Linked DNA regions of Mus musculus: all the other regions are linked to region 3. The links are chromatin contacts, called in public HiChIP or PLAC-seq maps. All regions are on one chromosome and are shown on one strand. The core of a region is the stretch at or near the end of the contact, and the rest is flanking DNA. Distances in the headings are between cores, read along the strand shown.

Region 1 (3,085 bases), core at 22-2,521, 350 kb after region 3:
CAAAACATTTCAAAGTCTTGAATGCATCATTTAAAATATCTGCAGGGGCTGCGGGAGGGGGAAGGGAGCAGTCAAAATCAGGGGTGCAGGACCACAGGAGGGCTGCAGATGGGAGCTTCTTGGATGGGTACTGGTTCTTTCCTGCCCCCTCTACCCTCCACCACCTCCCTCCCCCGCCCCCACTGAAGAAAGGGACATTTTTCAACAGAAAAGATCTGCCTGAGAGCTTTTTAACATTCCAGGTGTGAGGCCCAAGCAGTCCCTACAGCATCTGTCTTTCAATAACACCCTGCTTCAAATAAACACTGCCAAGCCTCCACAGTTGAAGGGGAGAAGACAAAATAGATAAACATACATGAGTGATAGAGTACATTAAAGCAAGCGTGTGCGTGTGTGTGGGGGTGTACACACACATCCATTCTCTCTCCCTCTCTCTCTCTCTCTCACACACACACACACACAGACACACACACACACACACACACACACACACACACACACACACACACACACACCCCTAGTGTTTTCCGTTATAGAAGACTGGTATGCCCTTCAGAGTCAAAACTGACTCACTGGAGATCTTATACTTAATGCAAAACGACATGGGGGCGGGGAGGGCTGTGAGCTGGCTCCGGCATCTATGTACAAATGAAGAAGGTGTGTGGGAAATGAACAGGATGTACCAGAAATGGTACTAAAGAGAGGTGATTAGAACCTAATGGGCAAACGCAAGAACCTTGAGGGATGGCTCTCCTGACGGGAACAGCAGCCGTGATGGATGCAGTGCATACAGGAACCGGGACATGGGAAGGGAGGGCGGCAGCTGCCCTGCAGACCCCGGGTGTTTATAAGACCGAGGAAGGCAAGGCTTGACAACACCAAAGTGAGCTATGGATTTTTTTTTTAAGGTATTTTTGAAAAAGGCAAATTAAGGGAGAAGCAGGCAACTGTTTTTGTTTCTGGCCTTCAAAACAGACTATACAAATAGAGAAAAACAAAACCCTGGCTCACAAGGTCTTGGGTCACATGGCACATAGGTGGCAGACCTGGATTCCCAGCATGGTTGTCACCTTGCTCTGAAGACCATCTTCTCGTTTGAGGAAGGTGATCATTCAGAAAGCAGCCTTACCCCCACGAAGCACGGAGCTCAGACACAAATACTCTTTTACTTCTAGCAGCGGATGGCAAGGCAGAGAGGCACTGACTGTCAATGGGCCGCTTCTGCTGGATCATAAGCCACTTAGACGCACAGCTGGTAAAACAAGCTATTCATGAAAACAAAGCACAAACAAAGGCTTACTCATGCCAAACCAAGTCTGACGGGACAGAAGTCGGGCTGACTTCAGGGCCATGTCACCCAGAGAAACACTGGCTAAACTCGCTCTCCGTCCTCGGGCAGACCCAAGTGCGTGCAAGGGAGGTCAAAGGGTGTTCGAGGTAACACAGGTCACGGTGCGATGGCAGATACACGTACAGATCCTGGAGGTAACCTAGAAGAGACTCCTCCATCTCCACACGCCTGGAGAATCTTAAAATACCACAGCACGCTGCCTAGTATACACAAGGCAGCCAGCTCAGGAAAGAAACCGGACAGCCACACCTAACATGTGAAGACTATGCTGCCACGTGTAAAGTCAAAACCTAGGCCGGTCTCCCAAACCATCAGGTCTCTAGTCTCAGACAGACAGACAGGCCATAGGAACAACACGTTTCTGTCGCCAATTCCTAAGCAAGCTAAAGTAAGGTAGAAGAGGAGCAGGGGACAAACCAAATGTTTTCTGGCCCAAGCGCTTTTCCTGCACTCGTGGTGGGGACAAGCAGATGGGATGGCTAAGTTGTCATTGATACAGCACCTTGTGCAGTTCTGTACTGAAGGGAGAAAATGCTTGCCTCTTCCTCCTCCTCCTGCGGAGGAACTTGGAAAGCCGCGCCAACAGGTCTATGCAAAACCTCTCCTGTCTTTGCCTTGTTCTGTCGATTTGGATCCTATACAATAGAACAGTATTGTCTAGGGTGTAAGGCAAAATGGTAACCCACATCCATGCCTTCTTTCACAGAGACGCTACCCACAGCAGCTCCTCCTCTGGTCTTCCCACACTGCTGCTGTGTTTTAAATCAAGCCTTAAGATTCTAGCTCACGTGCTGGGTGTCTCTTCCGAGAAGGAGTTTCCGAGCTCTAAGAAAGGCTTGGCATCTCTGGGAAGCAACAGATCCCACTGCTGTCCCCAGCCCGCACAGCACCACATCTCAGCACACAGCTATAAAGAGCAGTGATCCTCACCCACAGCCAACACTACAGTAAATGTTAGCCAATATGGAGGCTTACACCTATATGCTACAGTGCTGGGGTGGGGTGGGGTGGGGTGGGGGTGGCACTGGAAGAGGGAATACTCAACCCCAAAGACAAAACAAGGCCCGTGAGATGCGAGACGATTTGGGATGAAAAGGATAGGTCTGTGACAAAGTATAGGTGACAAAGAACTGGTACTAAACGCGCGTGTAACGGATGGTGGTTTGGAGCACAAAGCTTCTTTTCAATCGCTAACCCGGGGTGTTGAGGTCCTTCGTGTAAGCGCCGAAACTGGCGAATGTTCTACAACTCTAGCAATGGGGAAAATACCTCATGTGGGATCCTTCCCACTTTTTCCAAGGGGAAGATGGACCCTTAGCACAAAGAGAGTAAGGGAAAGAGACTGCAGACCAAGGGAAGGTTTTGCTTCATGGTCTGGCACGGGCTTGTAAGAAGGAAGGGAATCAAACGGCCGAGGCTCCAAGCAATGTCAGAGAGGACAGTGTCCAAAAAAAGCGGACAAGGAAAGATACCCAACCCCGCCACATACTCAGTGCCACCACTATGTAGAAAGGGGTGGGGAATGGACAATAGCCAGTGAAGGGGAAACTAGAGGAGAGTGGATCTTAAAATGTGGAGAATGGGTGGGGCTGGAGAGGTGTCTCAGTTGGTGCGGCCACTTGCTGCTCTGACTAAGGACTGGGGGTTGGTTCCCAACATCCACATGGTGATTAACAACTGCCTGTAACTCCAGTTCCAGGAATCCAGTACCCACTTCTGGCCTCCATGGGCACT
Region 2 (3,148 bases), core at 250-2,749, 460 kb after region 3:
ATTGCACCCAGTACGGATCGGACCTGAAGGGCGGAGGCGAGGGGGGGTGGGGAGGAGGGAGAGAGGGGAAAGAGAGAGAGAAAGGAAAGAGGTTAGGAGGGCTGAGGCTAAAGTCCCCGCGTGGGGTGCTCTAAGAAAGCTTCTGTCCACACCCACGACACAAAGCTTGCAGGGCAGAGGGCAGACTGGGGAACATGGCCCCTGCACGGTGCGGTACAGAGAGGGCAAGAGGCACCATGGACGACACAGCCGGGTCCATGCGTTGAGTGGGAAACAGGGAAGCGGTCAGGGATAAGCCCCTTAGACTTCACACTGTCTGTCACTCTACAGTTCGATCCACTGGAATTTTCACTCCATGCCATCAGGGCTTTGAGACAGGCTGGGCAGGGAGCCACAGTGGAAGAGGCTTAGCATCTTTCCAGTACCCAGTGAGGTCATGGAATGACCCGCCCACCCCCCCCCCAATACAGATAACTTACATGAAGCCATCTGTAGCAGATCAATTGCACTGGGGGGGGGCATGGGGGGGGGACACCAGGGAGGATGAGGGGAAGAAGCTGTGGCCACCTTCAGAAAGAGCTGAGTGACATAGAGAAATCAGTGCCCGTGTGTCAGGTTTGGTGAGTTCAAAGGTCTACAGGGGTCAGAGGGCAAAGGTAAAGGCTTAGGTACATCCTGAAAAGGGCCCAAGGGGGACAACGGCCCACATCCCTCCCCATCGGGTCTCGGAAACATCAGAAGTCACATGTCCCAAGCAGTAAACCTTCTAGGGTAAATCCTAACCGAGGCCGGTGCCACGATTCTCAACCATCAAACTGAAGAGAAGACCCCCTCCTTCACCCCCAAATTCCCATCTCCTTCACCCCCAAACTAGAAAAGCTTCCTCGTCTGGAGCTCAGAAGACTTCGCAAGTGAAACTACGAAGGCACCAAGGATGAGGCTGGCCCGACTTTCAATGGGGCAATGCCTCCTTGGGGAGCAATACCTCCTTCTGCCCATCTGCAGGGAGCCTGTTCGCCATGCGCCTTGCATGGGGTGGGTTTCCCCTAGCAAAGGCAGAGACGGCAGCTGGGCTGATGACCAAGGCCCTCTTGCACAGCTGCCTCTTGGTTATTAGTTGCTGCCCTAGCAGCTGTCCTGCAGCCCTGGGGCTTTTCCGTTTCCGACTCCAGAGTGCTACTGAGCTGAACTTGCCCTCTGAGAGTTCATGTCCCTGGGGAAGGTAGCAACAGATCACAGGCTGCCTGGCTCCTGTACCATCACCTCCTCGGGGGTGGTTATGGCCTTGTTGCAGGTCTCCTACAGGTGGCTCAGCACCTGTAGGAGACCTGGTTCAGTCTTTTAGTCACAGACCCCAGGCCATCTGGTCCCTGCTCTGCCATCTAGCTCATTCATGAGCAGCAGACAGAGCTTTTGGCTAGGTTTCATCTCCCTCCATCTCCTGCCAACCTTGTCTTCGACTTTCTGTATTTCTCCGGGCTTGACTGCATAGTGAGCCAACAGCTCCCCCTCGGGAAAAGGAGGAGAAGGCAGGCTTGCAGAGGCCTCCAAAAGGATGTGCCATGATTGGTTTAAGACTCTCACGCACTCACTTGTCCAATCAATCGACTGATAACCTTGGCCTCTGTGATGGTAAAAGTTCCGTGTGCCTTAGAAACGACCTGTTCGCTTCAAACAAATCACCTCACTAAACCAGCCCCAGTGGCAAATGAGACAGGGCTTCCCACAAGGCTTAGCTGGGATCTAGGTGAGAATCGGGGGAGGCTCTTCCTAAGGACATCCCTGATTGGCTGGATGACACCTGATTGACAGTTCAAGCCCAAAAGGATGGCAGGTCTGAAGGGGCGGGAGGGTTAACAGCCCGATTGTAAAATCAATGTCATAAATGCTTGGTAAGTTACAGGAACATGCGGGAAGGGGAGGCCACGATTGATAAAGGAGAACAGCTTTGATGCTGCACCAGGGACTTGTTTATTGACAGCAAAGCCAATCTCCTCTCCAGCCTGGGTTGGGCCAGAGAAACCTGCTAGCATTTACCAATTAATTGGTGGGCTTTGCTTGCCTGGCTCTCTTCTTCCTCCTCCATGAACTGGCCGGCTAAGGGGCTGGGACTTTAAAAACAGAATATAACAACAACAACAACAACGACGACGACGACGACAGAGAGAGAGAGAGAGAGAGAGAGAGAGAGAGAGAGAGAAAGAGAGAGAGAGACTCGTTTAATTTGTTCCCTACTCCCAAGCAAGTTACTAGTTCTGAAAGACAGGGAACTGGGGCATTGGGTCTGGGGGTCGATCCTAGGAAGGTGACAGCCCATAAAGATGCAGGTGGGAAAGAAAGCCCAGTTTCCAGGCCCAGAACGCCTGTGTTAGAGCTTCTCCCCGATACCCACTGACTGCAGGCGAAACTTTTTAAGGAGATGCGTCAATAGCACTGTCCTGAAAAATGCAGGCTCACACCCCACCCCAAACAGACCTGTCAGATACACATCATCTCTGGGGACCCTGAATTAAAGTTTGAGATGCTGTTTCACGACATCTTCACCAGACGACCAGCCTGTCTGTTTCTGTATTGCCAGGGCAGGAAGGCTGCATGTGTCCTCCTGCCTGGGTCCCTAGCAGATGCAGAGAAGAAGGAATAGACTGGGAAGGGGGTGGGGGTGCGCTGACGTGAAGCAATCTCTTCATCCTGCCCAGTCTGGCAGCTCATGGGCCTCGGGGCATCCACTACTCTCCCACCCAGCGAGCTTGCTCTGTTTATCAGCCAGTCAATAAGAAAAAGGTAGTTCTTACTTAAGGAGGCAGAAGTCAACTCGGCAGGTCGATCAGCGCTCTGTCTGTAAACATGGTTTCCCGTAAAATCAATGCTCTTCAGTTACAGAGGGCGGCCTGGGAACCAAGTGGGTCCCCACACTTTCACAGGAAGCCCTGCCACTCAGCATTCACAAACCTCTCCTCAGCCCCCTAAGCCCTCCCCTCCAGCCCTGACCCCATCCCACAGACACTCCAGTCTGGCTCACCCGGAACTCTCAACCCTTCCTGCAGGCCAATTCTTGGTCCCCTGGCTACTCCCGCAGGTTCCCTTTAAATGGCCTCAATAACTACACTCCAATGCTACTTGTTTAGGAATTCAGTTCAGATTTTATAAA
Region 3 (3,204 bases), core at 387-2,886:
AGCAAGCAGCAACGCAAGGCGCAAGTGCCAGGATTACAGCCCAGGCTGCTCCAACTATGAGCCCTTCCTTGGACCCTGGGAATCGGCTACTTGGGGTTTTGGGGTCTTCCACACCAAAGAAGCACAAAGCTGACTTTAATCACTTTTTTCATTTAAACTTGATTCTGCCGCAGTGGAAGAGCCAGCACGGCGGATGTTTTCACACCCAGCAAGACAAAGGCCGTTGTCTCCGCCATGACACCATTCCGTTCCAAGCAGAGGCCGGGGTCCTGGACATCTTGAAAAATCAAAAAGAAACAAGGAAAACAAACAACAGATACAGCGACAGTCAGAGAAAATCATCAACCACCCAAACTGTTTGTCCGTTGCCCATGCCAAGGGTGATGTGGGCATCTGTTGCAGCAGAAGGCACTTGTGTGGGCTATTTTTGTTTTTTCATTAATTTTTTTTTGAGAGGGCAAGCTACTGGCTTATTTGCTACTCAACTTCGTTTATAATTAACTTAAAAAAACAACAACAACAACACACCGTTCAGCCAAGTCAACAACAAAGAGGAAAGGCAGACATCGGAAGAGAAATGCCTGAGGAATCGGCATGAATGCATGCCACAGCCGGTACCACTTGCCATTCGGAAAACCTCAGGGAAAGATGCCAATTTTATAGCTCCGAAGAAGGCAGAGAAGGAAACATAAAGGTCTACAGATAGAAATTCTAAGGAAGGAATACTGCTTTCCCAATCCTGGATGGAAATGGCACACAGCCTCTGCTGAGAGAAAAGAGGGAATGTTTAAAAGGAGCTATCTAGATGGGTAGACGTGAAAACAGGCAACCATCGAGTGCATATAGAGATGTGTGTAAGGCTCTGCGTGTATACAAATACACAGACTCTCTGACAAACTGAATGCTTAGCTATGTATATATTTTCATGCTATAGGTATGGGTACGTATATAGGTGTATATGGTTTGCACTTACACGTGTGTGGGGTGGTGTATGCATGTCTGAGAAGTGGGAGAGGATGGCAGAGGAAAGACTGGGAGATCTGAGTATGTACTTGTATGTGTGTGTGTATGCATCCCACTCTCTAACCCAGGTACACACAGAAGACAAAATAAAAATCATACTGGAGCAGCAAGCAGGCAGCCAGAGATTTATCTACATTCGCTGCTATCACCGGGGAGATGAATGGGGTCGTCTGAAGCCCCTTTACAAGATCCACTATGGGAGTGGAGGAGGAGGAGGAGGAGGAGGAGGAGGAGGAGGAGGAGGGATGCCACACACACAAGTACAAACTTGAAGGCAGAGAGATTTGGAAGGGGCTACCAGGCAAACCCTGGTGGCATGATGCTGAGGAGCAGAAGGGAAAAGAGCCTTGTCTCTATGTTTTAGGTGCTTAAGGAAAAAAAAAAAAAAAAAAGACATCCTGCAAAAGGGTCTGAGGGAAGCGGCTGGTACTCACGGTTTCTGCGTTGCTGTGAATCCTGAAGGTGTTCTGTTGGCACCGGGCGCTGAGCCAGGGGCAGGCGCTGGAAACAAAAGGGAGACACACACACAAAAATTAAAGTCAATTCAATGGGAATATTAATTGCTGCTCTTGTGGATTTTACAAAACACACAAACTGTTTTCATTTTTGTTCTTTTTCTTTTTTTTTTTTTCTTTTAATTGTGGATTGGCGCGTGCCCCTTTCGCATGGAATATACAAGTAGTTTGGGATTTACAGTCCAGTTACGGGACTCAGGATTAACTGCGCTGGCATCTTTTGGGCATATCCTTCCTTTTAATGAATAAGCTTTCGCTGTTAATGAGGAATAATCGTTTGGCTAATGAGCTTTGAAACATTAAGAGAAAAGAGGTTTTTTCCCCCCGTTAATCGCTCTGGTGCGACTGCATGGATGGATTACAAAAGACAGCACTAGTGCAGTACAAAGGTTGGGGGAGCTCCTTGGGAGTGGGAGAAGCACCGAGTGGGAGATGTGCCCCTGCATCTCTTCTTCCTTCTCTCTTTCCCCTCTCTCTGCCAACTGCTATGGGTTTCCATAACTCCGCAATCGAAGTGGATGGTCGGGAAGGATTATTATACAGAGTAAAGCCTCCGCTGTTAATGTCTCCAGTGTTTAATCATCATACAGTAGGATGGTTTTATGCATATTTCATTTGCATATCATTAAACTACGTTAGCGAGGGGGCACCCAGAGCCGAGAGGAGCACAAAGTTGGGAAGACAGGGAAGGAAAAAGAGATTCCCTATGATGCTTATCTTCAAACGGGGGCTTGTTCCTTCCATGATGTGTCTTCTGCCTTTCTAAAATCATTATGACTTGGAAACCTTTGAAGTTGGATACAACCTTGGATTCCTCTAATTCCTGCAGAGCGGTATATTTTTAAGATCGGCAGCAATGTCCCTGCACTAGACAATTAAAGGAATATAAACTCCAGTGGGCTGAGACTAGTAGCTCTTTGGGGAACACAGTGGCAGGAGCTTCTACAAATACCAACACTTAAAAAAAATCATAATAAAGAACGTCATACCAAAAACAAAGAAAGAAGACAAGAGATTTTAACATGTGGATTATATTTGTTTTGTTTGGGGGGTAATAAGCTAAAGAGAGTGAAGAAGTCATTGGTAATTTATCCCCTCATTAATGAAGTCACCCTTTTTATTTGTGTTTGTTTTTGTCCTTTAATTGTGAAGACCGGTGCTGTCGCAGTTTTGAAGAGGTTAACCAGTTATTGTGTAGCTCTGATCTTTCCCCCACCCCACACCTGACAGAAAAGAAAGGTGGTGGTTCGGGGAGTTGTGAGTACTGGGGATGTCTGGGGGGAAGTGGGAAATACAGTGAGTTCTTTGTGGATCTTATACATGCTCAACATATTAATTGAGGGCTTTTAAAGTTCCCTCAATAGGCTATTTCATTCTTGGTAAACCAGCAGCTGGTTAGCCACTGTTGGTGACTCTTCAAATATCACTTTAACGATTTTTTATTCTGTTGCCGTCCATTTTTGTTTTGTCCGTAGCCAAGAAGGAGAATGTAATACCGCTCTTTCTTTACCATGCCCCTTCCGTCTTCTTCGTGTCCTATTTTCGAACTGTGAAACGGTGTTGGTTTAATATTGAATCCTGGTGCACGGCATAACTGCACAACTTGATTTGGAAATGAGACACTGGCTTATATTTAAATTATCTCCACTCCTCCCTTATCCTCCAA

Evidence for each region. HiChIP or PLAC-seq counts read pairs in DNA pulled down with a chosen protein or histone mark.
Region 1: a contact with region 3 is called in an H3K27ac HiChIP or PLAC-seq map of stem cell-derived neural progenitor cells, with 4 times the contacts expected there. The contact joins the enhancer-like site here to the promoter of 4922502B01Rik in region 3. A contact is called at or near these places in 3 of 39 promoter capture datasets (the 3T3-L1 cell line, hippocampal neurons and stem cell-derived epiblast-like cells), 2 of 484 Hi-C or Micro-C datasets (cortical neurons and neural progenitor cells) and 6 of 115 datasets of contacts at active chromatin or transcription factors (astrocytes, embryonic basal ganglia, embryonic forebrain and 3 more).
Region 2: a contact with region 3 is called in an H3K27ac HiChIP or PLAC-seq map of neural progenitor cells, with 11 times the contacts expected there. The contact joins the enhancer-like site here to the promoter of 4922502B01Rik in region 3. A contact is called at or near these places in 1 of 39 promoter capture datasets (hippocampal neurons), 3 of 484 Hi-C or Micro-C datasets (cerebral cortex, cortical neurons and neural progenitor cells) and 5 of 115 datasets of contacts at active chromatin or transcription factors (astrocytes, embryonic forebrain, forebrain and 2 more).

Annotation. Positions count from the first base shown.
Region 1 is chr8:108,902,012-108,905,096 of GRCm38.p6, reverse strand. The region is part of intron 4 of Zfhx3 (zinc finger homeobox 3); the gene reads right to left. Among named protein-coding and RNA genes, the nearest start is that of Mir3108, 33 kb to the left of the region's middle. Within about 2 kb of position 1,271, at least 27 of the 459 cell types and tissues checked have an H3K27ac peak or open chromatin away from gene starts, as enhancers often do. A contact at or near this core is called in stem cell-derived neural progenitor cells, where this site is marked.
Region 2 is chr8:108,789,077-108,792,224 of GRCm38.p6, reverse strand. Zfhx3 (zinc finger homeobox 3) reads right to left here. Exons shown (of 10, transcript NM_007496.2): 2 at 1-23. Among named protein-coding and RNA genes, the nearest start is that of Zfhx3, 76 kb to the right of the region's middle. Within about 2 kb of position 1,499, at least 22 of the 459 cell types and tissues checked have an H3K27ac peak or open chromatin away from gene starts, as enhancers often do. A contact at or near this core is called in neural progenitor cells and stem cell-derived neural progenitor cells, where this site is marked.
Region 3 is chr8:109,248,177-109,251,380 of GRCm38.p6, reverse strand. It overlaps 4922502B01Rik (RIKEN cDNA 4922502B01 gene), which reads left to right and starts at 1,636. Exons shown (of 5, transcript NR_151498.1): 1 at 1,636-2,621. It overlaps D030068K23Rik (RIKEN cDNA D030068K23 gene), which reads right to left. Exons shown (of 10, transcript NR_126329.1): 9 at 1,458-1,524; 10 at 1-277.